2 separate regions of the Bos taurus genome follow, and region 2 is linked to region 1. The links are chromatin contacts, called in public Hi-C maps. All regions are on one chromosome and are shown on one strand. The core of a region is the stretch at or near the end of the contact, and the rest is flanking DNA. Distances in the headings are between cores, read along the strand shown. Region 1 overlaps PALM2 (paralemmin 2). Region 2 overlaps PALM2 (paralemmin 2).

The links. Hi-C and Micro-C count contacts between places; a contact is called where the count stands out from the background.
Region 2: a contact with region 1 is called in a Hi-C map of blastocyst, with 4 times the contacts expected there. A contact is called at or near these places in 4 of 11 Hi-C or Micro-C datasets (blastocyst, liver, skeletal muscle and 1 more).

The regions. Positions count from the first base shown.
Region 1 is chr8:99,461,674-99,467,834 of ARS-UCD2.0, reverse strand. The region is part of intron 3 of PALM2 (paralemmin 2); the gene reads right to left. Among named protein-coding and RNA genes, the nearest start is that of PALM2, 120 kb to the right of the region's middle.
Region 2 is chr8:99,706,696-99,712,856 of ARS-UCD2.0, reverse strand. It overlaps PALM2 (paralemmin 2), which reads right to left. Exons shown (of 12, transcript NM_001435193.1): 10 at 5,494-5,672; 11 at 101-139. Among named protein-coding and RNA genes, the nearest start is that of C8H9orf152, 43 kb to the left of the region's middle.

The DNA of each region.
Region 1 (6,161 bases), core at 1,320-3,819:
TTCAGTTGTGTCCAACTCTGTGCGACCCCATAGACAGCAGCCCACCAGGCTCCCCCGTCCCTGGGATTCTCCAGGCAAGAACACTGGAGTGGGTTGCCATTTCCTCCTCCAATGCATGAAAGTGAAAAGTGAAAGTGAAGTCGCTCAGTCGTGTCCGACTCTCAGCGACCCCATGGACTGGAGCCCACCAGGCTCCTCTGTCCATGGGACTCTCCAGGCAAGAGTACTGGAGTGGGGTGCCATTGCCTTCTCCAAGCATCAGGCTAGCTTGTGTCTAATAAGAAACCTGGTTTAGTGGAAGTTCTCAAGAAATATCGGCTCTATAAATGAATGCATGAATTGTTCCTCAGTTGGAAATAGCTTCAAGACAGATTCTTTTGCTCAACTCCTTTGGTCAAAAATGATTCTTAAAAAAAAATTAAAAATAATGGCAACTATGGATTTGGTACAAAGAACTGATTTTAAAAAAAAACTTGTCTTATTCGCTTTCTCTGATATGACACAGAAGGTAGCTGCTGTGATTTCTAGACTTTTCACTCTTCCCCAAATATCTCAAATAAACAATTTCACCTGACTCCGTGTGTGTGTGTGTGTGTGTGTGTGTGTGTGTGTGTGTGTGTGTAACATACCGTTCTTATTTACTCTGGGGCTCACCTAAATAAAACCTCCTGTGGAGGAGAAACAGATGTGCAGAAATTAGGCCAGAAAGAGGGGCCATCTCTGTACTTACTTCATTTCCCCCTGTGATTCTCTTCGAATTCACTCCTTCAAGCAGGAAGCACATGGGCTTTCATCTCTGACTGTGAAAATTGTTTATGTGGCGCATTCCTCTCTCCCAAATCCCCATTTATTCATTGTTTGTGCCTAAATCCAACACTCTGTGATAGTTTTCCTGCTGAGTGAGAGTTTCTCATCAGCCTCTGGATGGGTGTGTGTGCATCCACATGGCTGCAGCCACAGCTTGTATAAATGCCCACTCTGGGGGGTAATCAACACATTTCTGCCTGTTGTCCTACACAGGAGGTTACTCTGGAGAGGCTGAGAGCACCTTCAAGATACTTGAGTCAGTACATTAATGAGTCATCCGTGGAAAAACATTACTTACTGTCCAAGAGGAGCAGCAGTTAAATAGCTAACATTAGGTGAGCATTTACCATGGGCCAACGAGCTGCATGGTTTGCACGCATTATCCAATTCTCTGCAAATCTGCATAGGGACTACCACCGTAATCCACACTTGACAGGTGACAGACCAGAGGCTGAGACAGGATCAGCAGCTTGTGATCAGCCACCAACAGAAGGCAGAGCTGGAGTCCAAACCCAGGCCTGCCCCTGCTGGAGCCTAGGGGTTTTCTTTTTTCCTTTTTCTAAAATGGAAGTATAACTGATTTACTCTACTGTGTTAGTTTCCAGTGAATTAGCAAAGCAATTCAGATACACGTGTCTGTGTGTGTGCGCACAGTCAGGCTTGTCTGACTCTCTGCGGCTCCATGGATTGTAGCCCGCCAGGATCCTTTGTCCATGGGATTTTCCAGGCAAGAATACTGGAGCAGGTTGCCATTTCCTACTCCAGGGGATCTTCCCAACCCAGGGGTCGAACCTGTGTCTGTTGTGTCTCCTGCATTGGCAGGCAGATTCTTTACCACTAGTGCCACCTGGGAAGCCCTATATATTAATATATGTATATATGCTCTTTTTTTTTTCCAATTCTTTTCCATTATGGTTACTATATTGTGGAGCCTAGGATACTAACTGTTACCCTGTGCTTCCTCCTTCCAAAAGCAAATGAAACCACCCTTACTCCCAAACATTTTGGGTTTCCTCTTTTTGCTAGAATTTTATTTTCCAACAATTTGATCAGGGAGAGCTGCCCTGGTTGGGGCGTGAGCTGACGGGGAGCCCCTCCACCTCCTCTCACCCCATCCCTGCCTGGGGTGGCCTTTCCACAGCGCAGAATGCAGTTTGGCCATCACTGTGCTGTGAGAGTAGAAACAGCAGCTGGTGTCTCGCTACACCCCCCTTGCAGCGCCTGCAATGCTGTGCACAGCCGGTTCTCAATCACTGTCTCCCACAGGAATGTGGTTCTGAGAGGGGGCATTACCGCCTGCGGCCACTGACAACTTGAGCTTCCATGAGCTGCCAACAGGGCACCCAAGGACAGCAGCGCCTCTGGCCTTTGAGCTCTAGAGGGAGAATGGTCTCCATCCGGAAGGCATAGGTGTCTGCACAACTGTGCCCAGAGAGGAGACTCCAGAGGAGACTGCCCTGGGATGTCCTGGCAGGAGCTGAGAGGTGGGGGAGTAGCCTGCTAAACTCAAATGGATCTTCCTAAAGGGATCTTTCTTTTAGGCTTTGTTTTTTTCCAATCGTGTTTTCCATGCTTGACATTACCAGGTGACAGCTCCTCCTCCGTGGAGAAATTTGTTATCCCACTGGGATAATTCCAAAGTTATTCTAAGAGTTCCTGCTCAGAACAAATCAAGCCAATCAGGAAGCTCCTCCACTTGGGCTGTGCCTGGCTGATTGTTTCCTACTTGGACACTTCCTGCCATTGTTCGATGGCCTGTTCTCAGAGGCACAACCATGGGGCCCTGCCCCTTCCTCTCCGGAGCCCAGGGCCACACTGGTGGCTTTGGGTTGAGGTATATATGAGGCTCAGAGATCAGGTACTTGGCTGGGAGGAAGATGCCTACAAAGAAAAGAGGGGCAGTTTCTGGCCCAGGTGGTATTCAGAGGACACCACAGTGTTTGGGTCTCTGTGGCTTACCGAGAGATGCTGAACTAGACTGGGTCTTTCACTGACTGCTTCAAGCATGTGTTGAACTAGTACAGCGGTAGCTTCCCAGTCTCTTCCTTTGAGAACTTTATCATCTGATGGAGAAGGCAGGTGTATAAACATTTACCAAATAGCTCTCTGTGGAGCTCTAAGGGGGCCTGGCCAGGGCTTGTTGGGGATGCAAAGAAGAGAGCTTGACTAACCCTGGTCAAGGAGCAGGAGGGACAGGATTCCAGGAGTTTGGGACATTTCAGTAGGCTCTAGAAGGATGAGGAAAAAATGATCAAGGTAGAGAGGTCTTTAGAGGGAATGATGGGCCAAGGCGACAGCATGGACACAGATGCTCTGAGGCAGAAATGGGCAAGGAGGTGTAAGCATCTCTGTAGGGCCAGACTCTTCCGAGTGTGTTCATGACGGGGAGCCAGTGATGGGGAGAGGAGGGTTCAGATGCGACAGCTCTCAAATGCCAGACTCAGGAGTTTAGATTCGGTCCTAAAGACAACAGGAAACCATTTTCTTATTGGTCTGTTTCAAGGGAGTGATCCTATCAGCCATGTTCCAGAAGGACCACACCGGCAGCTGTGTGAAGGACAGAAGTGGATGGAGGGCAGAGGGACAGAATGAAAACAGAAAGACCAACAAGGATTAATCCAGGCGAGAGATGAGAAGGCTGTACTTGGCATGGACTGCTATGGGAAGCGAAAAAGGGTTCCACTGATTGATACTGATGCTATAATGACACTGAGGATGTCTTAAGTCAACCTTTCTGCATGAGTGCAGGCCCCACAGGCTGGGCTGAAAAAAAAAAAGGAGCAACATTCAACTCTGAGACTACGAGCCAAAGTGGCTGAGGGAGCCTGGGGCCTAGAGTCTACGAGAGGTTAGCAAGAGCCTGGGCTTCCCTTCTTGCCCACCTCCCTCTCTGGTACTTTCCGGCAACCGCCTGACTGTTAGCGGTACTAGTGAAAGCGAAAGTTGCTCAGTCGTGTGTGACTCTTTGCAACCCCATGGACTGTAATTCTCTAGGCCAGAATACTGGAGTGGGTAGCCTTTCCCTTCTCCAGGGGATCTTCCCAATCCAGGCATCGAACCCAGGTCTCCCACATTGCAGGTGGATTCTTTACCAGCCGAACTACAGGGGAAGCAAGGGAGGGACATCTTCTTGGGATAAGGGAGCAACACAGCAGCAGCCATCTGTACCCGCTTTGATGGTCCAAGGTAAAGTGACAGCCAAGGCATGAGTTTGAACCCCATGTCTTGAGGCCCTAATTAAAAGTGTTCCAATAACTGAGATGGTCTCAAATCAATGAGTTCTACAAGGAAAACCAGCCCTGGGCCTGATGAGCTGTGTACTGCCCTCCCACCCAATACCCAGCAGCCGGAAAGGACTTAGAGTTACAGACTAATAATCATCACGGCTTCTGGGCAAATGCTGAGGCTCCCCTCTCCCCTACAGTGGAGAGGCCGAGTCAGCACCAAGCACCGAGTCCTCCTGGAGTGTCCTGTAGGGGCTGTCGGCACATCGTGGCCCCGTACTATCGGTGTTTCCTTGGCACGTTCACAGAGTCCTTCTAGTATATCCCTGTTATTTTTCCACCTGAAACCTACAATAGAGACATTTTGTCTTTATGTATGTATACCTATGTGCTTCTCGGGTAGCTCAGCTGGTAAACAATCCGCCTGCAATGCAGGAGACTTGAGTTCGATCCCTTCGTTGGGAAGATCCCCTGGAGAAGGGCATGGCAACCCACTCCAGTATTCTTGTCTGGAGCATCCCCATGGACAGAGGAGTCTGGTGGGCTACAGTCCATGGGATCACAAAGAGTTGGACACGACTGAGTGACTAAGCACAGCATGTATACCTATGCTGATTCATATTGATGTATGGCAGAAATCATCACAATATTGTAAAGTAATTATCCTCCCGTTAAAAATTAAATTAAATTAAAAAAAAATTCCAGGGAGAAGGCCTGGTGGGGCCCCTTTCCAGTGGTATATCTGGTTTTGAGAAGCAGCTACATCCCCTGTGGTCCTGGCTCATGGTGCCCCCTAGTGGCCTGGAGGCTGGGCGGATAGAGAATGGCCTTGGTGGATGAACTCAGCTGGCCTGAGCTCTAGGAAACCCTGCTTAAGACAGCTGAGTGGACCCATGTCCCACACAGGCACTGCAGAAGGTAAAGAAAGCCACACACACCACATTTATTACAGGATTCTGGGACAAAAACGTTCAGAACTAAAATAAACTTGTAAATATTTTCTCTGATGAACTTTATTCCAATAGACCTATCAGCCCTGATTCTGTTTTACAACAGCTAGTATCTTGAGACGTCAAAGGAGAAGGATGTATATTTCTGAGCTTTCAAATCCCCAAGGCAAACAGGATCTTTCTTATACCAAGAGTCTGCCAATGAGAACTTCCAGATACAAAATGAGTCACATGCAGGGATCAGAGCCCGGGTCACAAAGCATTATGTAAGCCAAAATAGCAAAGCTCTTAGAAGCAAGACTTGCATCAGGTCCAAAGAAGAAGAATGCCCTTTAAAGCTGATGCGGAGACTTGGGTTTTAATCGAAGCCTCTATCAAAGGGACGATCTGATTTGCCATTTGAAATGGAAACTCAGAAACAGTACTTTGTGCTCCAAAATAATAATTAAAAAAACCCTTGCCTCATCTTGGTGGTTTGGTTTGTAGAGAACTGGCATGGGCCATCTCTGTTCAGGCTGGGGTCCCACCCCTGGAGTTGGCCTGCCACAGTCTATTATTTCTGGATCCTGAGGCTAAGCCAGAATCACCTGCTGAAAGCACAGGAAATCTCACTCAACATTCAGCTGAAGAGAGAGCTCAGGGTAGACCAGATTCGGTGATGAAACAGTACAGGCACCTCAGTGTGGGAGCTCTCACACAGCGGCAAGGAATGTTTTTTGTGTGAATGAGGGAAGGACCACAGGCTTCGCATATGAGAGTTCTCATATTCCCACAAAACCCCATACTGTCCCCCCAAATGATAACAGCAGACACGTGTGTAAGGTTTTACAGGTTACAAAGTCCTCTCACAGCAGTCAGGGACTGTTCTGTTCCTTTGCTACATATAAGAAAGTCGAGACAAAGGAAAAATAGAGAAGTCAGAATTCAGATACCTCTCATGCCACCACCCGATTTCTGTGAAGCCTCTCCTGATTGTCTGGATCAATGGGACGCAGGAGAATGCACCATGGAGTCACTCAGTTGTGTCCAACTCTTTGTGACCCCAAGGACTGTAGCCTGCCAGGCTCCTCTGTCCATGGAATTCTCTAGGCAAGAATACTGGAGTGGGTTACCATGCCCTTCTCCAGGATTTTCCCAACCCAGGGACTGAACCTAGGTCTCCCACACTGCAGGCAGATTC
Region 2 (6,161 bases), core at 1,652-4,151, 240 kb before region 1:
GAAGGGAGGAAAAAAAAAACCATCAGGAAACGGCAAACCACGACAGCATGCACTTGGGTCGGGCATGCAGGAAGACCAAGACAAACAAGTGGAAAAGTACCTCGGAAGTCACCTTGCAAGACAGTAACTTAGAGGTGTACTGGCAGAGAGGGAAAAACCAGGGTTAGTAAATGGCAGAGACATGGGGAACACCCCTCAGCTGGGGACCAGCACGAGGAGGGTGGGGGCGGGGGTGGGGGGGACAGGAGGGGAAGTGACGTCAGGAGACCAGGACACACCCACACCAAGGCTTGCTTCATCTGATATCAGTTTATTAAAAAGTGTATCTTTTGTAGCAAGCAGATACCCTATTATTTCTTCATAAAAATATCAGATAAGCCAGACTTTGTTAATTCAAGATTTGTCACTTCCATTTGCTATGATCTGAATTAACAAGATTCTTTCCCCTGTTGTTTATGCAACCAGCTACCCCCCAGCAAGATCTTTAAGGGTCATGTTGGACTTGTTAGAATCTGTAGTCATCTGTAGACAAACAGCCCTTTCCTCTTCCTGTAGGCCTCTCTGAGCCCAAAGTAGTCTTGTCATCTGTTGTCTCATGAAAAGAAGACCCTAACCACAGACAAAGAATGGTTTGAATGCAAGCTTTGTGGAGGCAGATTCTCTGAACCTGATCTAAGGATGGCACTGCCATGAGACAGCAAGTAGCCTGCTTCATCTCTACCTTGGGGGGCTTAGATAGGTTCCTGAGAATGGGGTAATTATGTCGGAACTAGAATGATCCTTTAGTTCCTCTAGGAAACTAAAAGTCACTGTAAAGAAAGCTCAGCGAAAAAATGTCCTGGCTGTGGGTGATGAGTTAGAAGGACCGACTTCTGACAGCTCCCTTCAGACTTGTGGTCCTGACCTTACATTTATACCACACGGGACCTTGAAGGCACTAACTGGTTTCTGGCAGGGTGACCACAGGCTGGATGGGGGATCATATGACTGTGATCACCGACTGCTTCTTAGGTGCTGCATTTGGAAAACATGTTGCATCATGATCAGACTGATGACCAGGGGCTGATGAATGTGGAGTGTTCCCCTCCCCTGCATGTTCCTAGGGTGTGTGTGAGAACTAGGGGAATGAAGCATCACTGAGGGTGACTGAACTCTCAGCCTGCAGCGTAGGGGCACTGGAGGCAGACAAGCTTCCTCCGCCCACCCAGGGACAGTTCAGCGAGAATTCGTCAAAGATGTCTTGGTCTGGAAGGAAGTGTGTGTCAGGAATTCTTGGAAAAGTAGTGACTTCTAGCCCAGGAATTAACCCAGGAATCAAAGAGACCTTGGTTTAACCCAGGAATCGAAAAGGCCTTCTCTTATTCCAAGACAGGCAGGAAAGGCTGAAAGCCCTCTCATAACTACCTTGGGGGCAAAGGAGAAAGAAAGAGAACACAGGAAAACCCACCAAGGGTAGATTCAGTGCGAGGCCTGAGGATGGGGCTAAAAGCCCAGGAGGCTGTACTTTGGACTCAGCACAGCACCCCTTCCATTGAGAAAGGGAAAGCAAGTCTACCAAACAAGTTCAAGAGCACTCCTGATTCAAGAACTCATTGCCTTCTGAGACTAGGTCAGGTTGGAGGAAAAACTGGCCAGAAAAACAGTGTTGCCTCAATATCCTTCCTTTGCAAGGTACCAAGAAACCCTACAGGAAATTATGATTCATTAGGACCTTATGAGTTGCATGACTGACCAGAGACAGCATCAGGCCCAGATAAGGGGACATTTCCATGTAAGATAACATTTCCGGATTAGAGAAACCTATACTGCGAGCAGGACGGCTGCTCTGCACAAAAACACCAGGTGGGGGATGGATGAGGTTGAGCTCAGTGCCCCGGTCTCCTCCCCAGCTGCACAGCCGACTCAGGACTGCACCCTCACAGAGTTTTAGAAAAGCGTGCCTTTTCCTAATTCTCACAAGAGTCCTTAAAGGCTGGTAAACAGCCCGGTAAACAGCCCAGGGTAAGTGCGTAGGGTTGGGGTTAGCAATCCTCCTACCCCTAAATTAGCCAAGGGGGTACTAAGAGGTAGAGCCTGGCTGAACCTCAAGCATGGTGGCACTCATCAGTGACCACGCCAAGCAGAAGGCCCCAGCCCAGGTGGATGAAGACCGTTGCTACTGAAGCATTACTGTGCCCCAGGTCTGAGCTGGGGAACAAGGATGGCCATTTGGGGGTCACTTTTTCAGAAAAGGGATTGTTTTCCTGGTTCCTTGTCACTGACTTCATCCCCAACTGCAAAATGAAGCAAAACATCCACAGATGACTTTCACATCAACTCCTGGGCAGATGTTCCCAGAAAGAGAGATTCATGATTTCATATTTCACCTTCTGTTATTCTCTGAGCCCTCACTTTGGTTTGAGGAGGAGAGAGGCTAGCTGAAGAGTATGAAGAGCTGCCTCATGCCACTGCCTGCCAGGGACTCCTTGAGCCAGAGTCTTCCCTCCCATCCCACATATGATATTTTATCAAGTGGGGAAATGGAAGGTCCTGAACTAGGGACAGGTCTCCAGATGCCAGTGCTACTCTGGGGTGGAGGGATGCTATACCTGTTTTGATGGTAAGGATCAGTGGTTTTCCCCCAGATAAGTTGGCAAAAACTACTCATGCAAACTGCAGGCACAGCTACATTTGTCTTCTCTTTCTTCTCTCCTCCCATCCTCATTAACATCACTGTACCCAGCGCATCACTACGCACACATCCCAGTCTTGGTTTTAAGCCTGCCTTCTCCTTGGGAAGTAGAGTATGTAAGAATTCTCTTCATTCAGTTCAGAAAGAACTTGCCACTTCCTAAGGGTGAACACTTGTGGTTGGGTCCTGATCACACGTGAGTGACTCATAGCTGCCGAGTGGCTTTGGGGAAGAAATGGTGGCAGGCCCAAGTGCTGAGTCACAATGGACCCAGATGACTTAGGATGATAGAAGCTGGAGGAGCTAAGAAGCCACATCTTACCCTGAGGATCATGTATGTGGATGGAGCAAGAACAGAATTACCAGCTTCTGGGGCAGGGAAGCCAGTGACAAAATTCAGCCTTCAAGCCATCCATCTGCTCCCTATGGTTAATATTTTGGTATGAAAGACAATTAAAGAAAGGCCACAGATCAGCTAGGAAAAGAGATGAAGGCTTGTTCATTCCTACAGGTAAACTTCAACATATTCTGCAGTGATTGATGGTGACACAATAGAAAGATTCCCTGAATCAAAAGGACTAAGACAGGTTAACAGGTGGCTCTGAGATGAAGTCTCACTGATGATCATTCATTTGCTTTAGAACAGTATACTACAGTTCTTTCAAAAGAACTGTAATATACTGTTCTTTTGTTTCTTCCAGATTTGGGTCTCTTAAAAAGAGATACAGTAGGTTGGATAGATTTTTTTTCTATCCCTAAGAACTTTCAACAGCGAAAAACTTGGTTCTCTTGCAGTATCAACAACAGTGCAGAACACTTGGCCTTGACTTTGAGATCTGGGAATATGAACAGTTTGCTTAGTAGGTTTCTTCCTTATCTAAAATGTTGATATACTTGAAAAAAAAATAAAACAGAGACAGGAGTGTGTAAGTAAAGGGCAATCAGTATTAAAAGGCTGATTCCAAGCAGCTTCCTTCATGCAAAGGGGGAAATCCAACCTGAGTCGAATACGTCAGGTGGCTGCCTAAGTATCAGAGTCTGTTCATCTCTGCCTATGACATGAGTGCGAGCAGGCTCTTTACTTCCAGGTATGGCGTTTTCCCCTGACACCTGCCCTTCAACACAAAAGGCATGCACAAGAGATACAGAGGGGGTGCTTCAAAATCACTCGTCTGGGTCACATGCAAAGTAATCCATTAGTTCCTCCGTATCCCCACATCCCAGCCAACTTCCACCAAGGTTGCCGATATACAGTGTGAAATTGTACATACAGCCCCAAGCTTCAAGATGGTCACAGGCTCCAGAAAATACCTAAAGGTTAACTCCATAATTTTAAGAAAGGCTCAAAGGAGGACAGAAAGGGTCTTACAGGCTCAGAGAAGGAGCCCCAGTGGTGGAAACCTCAGCAGCAGCCATCAAGGGCCAGGCCCATCCCACTGTACAATACAGGAAACAGCCCAGAAATACTCCAGCCCACCAGAGGAGCTGGGTTAGCTTTCCAAGCAACTGAGGTACAAGCCCAGGTAAGAGGCTGAGAGACACCAAGTGGGTCATTCGGCTGCCACAGGCACATTCACTTTCTTTACCACTAAAATGTTCAGTATCCTTTCACTCAGCCAACTAGAATATGCAAGGCAGTTAATCAGCATGGAACTCCTACTGTAAGCCCCGTCGTGTTCAAGTTTAAGGTGAGCAGAGAATTTATCATCCAAACTGGGGCACTTTTAAGAGGGAAAGGGGATGCTATTAATAATTACACGAGGATAAGAGGCAGAAACCAGGACTGTCCTGGGTCAACTGGGGCATATCCTCAACCGACCTGAGCTATTTCAGGGGAGGAGGTGGTTACCTCAATAAATGCTAAGAGACAGAAGCCAGCAGACTCTGAGGTTGACATGGACCCCTGAGGCTGATCCCCAGGCTCCTGGCTGTGCAGGCTGTGGGGCACAAGGGCTCTGAAGTCTCTTACTAGAGAAAGAAACCACAGAGCAGACGACTTTCTTCGCGGCTGATGGGCACGTCACATGCAAAGTTCTTGGAGCTGAGGGTAGCAGGGTAGCCGTGTGGTTTTTAACTGTCATTTTAAAAGACTCTTTCCTGACACACTGTACACATGGGCTTGGTAGCAGCCGAAACATACTGAGCCTTCTGAGCACTGGGTACCACTTACAAGGACTGCCCTGAGCTGACACTGAAGGGTCAGCCTCATCACAGGTCTCTGCAGCGATCCCTGACCTTTTTGGTACCAGGAACTAGCTTCACAGAAGACAATTTTTCCATGGACCAGGGTCGGGATGGGGGGATGGTTTCAGGATGATCCAAGTGCATTACATTTATTGTGCACTTTATTTCTATTATTATTATTACATCAACTCCATCTCAGATCATCATCAGTCATTAGATCCCAGAGGTTGGGGACTCCTGCCTAGAGAAATAACATCTATACAGAGCAGGCGAGCAATGACTGCGGTCAGCTCCCTGGTGTCTGTGGGTGATTTCAGGGAGCTTACGTCCTTCTTTCTGTGTTCCCCCTGCGTGGTATCTTTCTACACATCCCATATCTCATGTACAAGCTGTGCCAGTAGATTCAGACCAAAACTTGGCAGTAAAAAGACCCACTCTTTGCATGATCAATGTTTTTGAGAAACAAGACAAACCCCAACCCAACTCCAGGCATGTTAAAACCACACATCTGAAAATTGGTTCTGGTCCCATGATGCTGGCCAGACACCCGCACACACATCAGAGCCTGATCCACAGTACCATACACCAGGCCAACGTTCACCCTTGGATGCAGGAAAGAGGAAAGAGGAGAAACTTACACTACTATCATCCATTCTCTCGCGCCTTTTAGATTTGTGTGTCTCATAGTCTTCCATGAGGGTCTGCATCAGATTCTTGGGCCGCTGCGATCCGGCAGCCTCTTCGGGGGCTAAGTCAGGCTGCAAGCTGGGACCTTCAGGTGTGGGGGATGGAGGAGGTCTGACTTTCTCTATTTTCCCTGAAACAAACAACACGAAGAGAACACCCTTTCTAATAAGCTTGTCTGCTCATGACAGCTTTCGGAAAGAAGAGAACACTGGCAAAAAAGCAACCTGTGACATAGAGCGTGGTACCAGAATGATGGTTAAGTGCAGGTCATTTTATTACAAGGATCCAAGTGCTTAAGGATTAATGTCACAAATGCATCCAACAAAGACCTCAAGGAAACTGGTTCTAAAGTCAGTTAGACCAAAGAGACCTGTCAAGCATTTCGCAAATATGTCAGACAGACAGACAGACAGACACATAGACAGACATTGGCTCTGGTTGTTTTGGGGACATGTATTCTATTTGAATCTTAAAGGCCCATTTCTTACAGATAAGGAAAACTGAGGCTCTGCAAAGGGAAGGCTCTGCTGAGTCACCAGGAGGCTGGCGATGGTATCCAGGTCTCCTGGTTTCCTTCCCAGGCTCTTTCTCATCAGAGGTCACCGATGGTCAGATGACC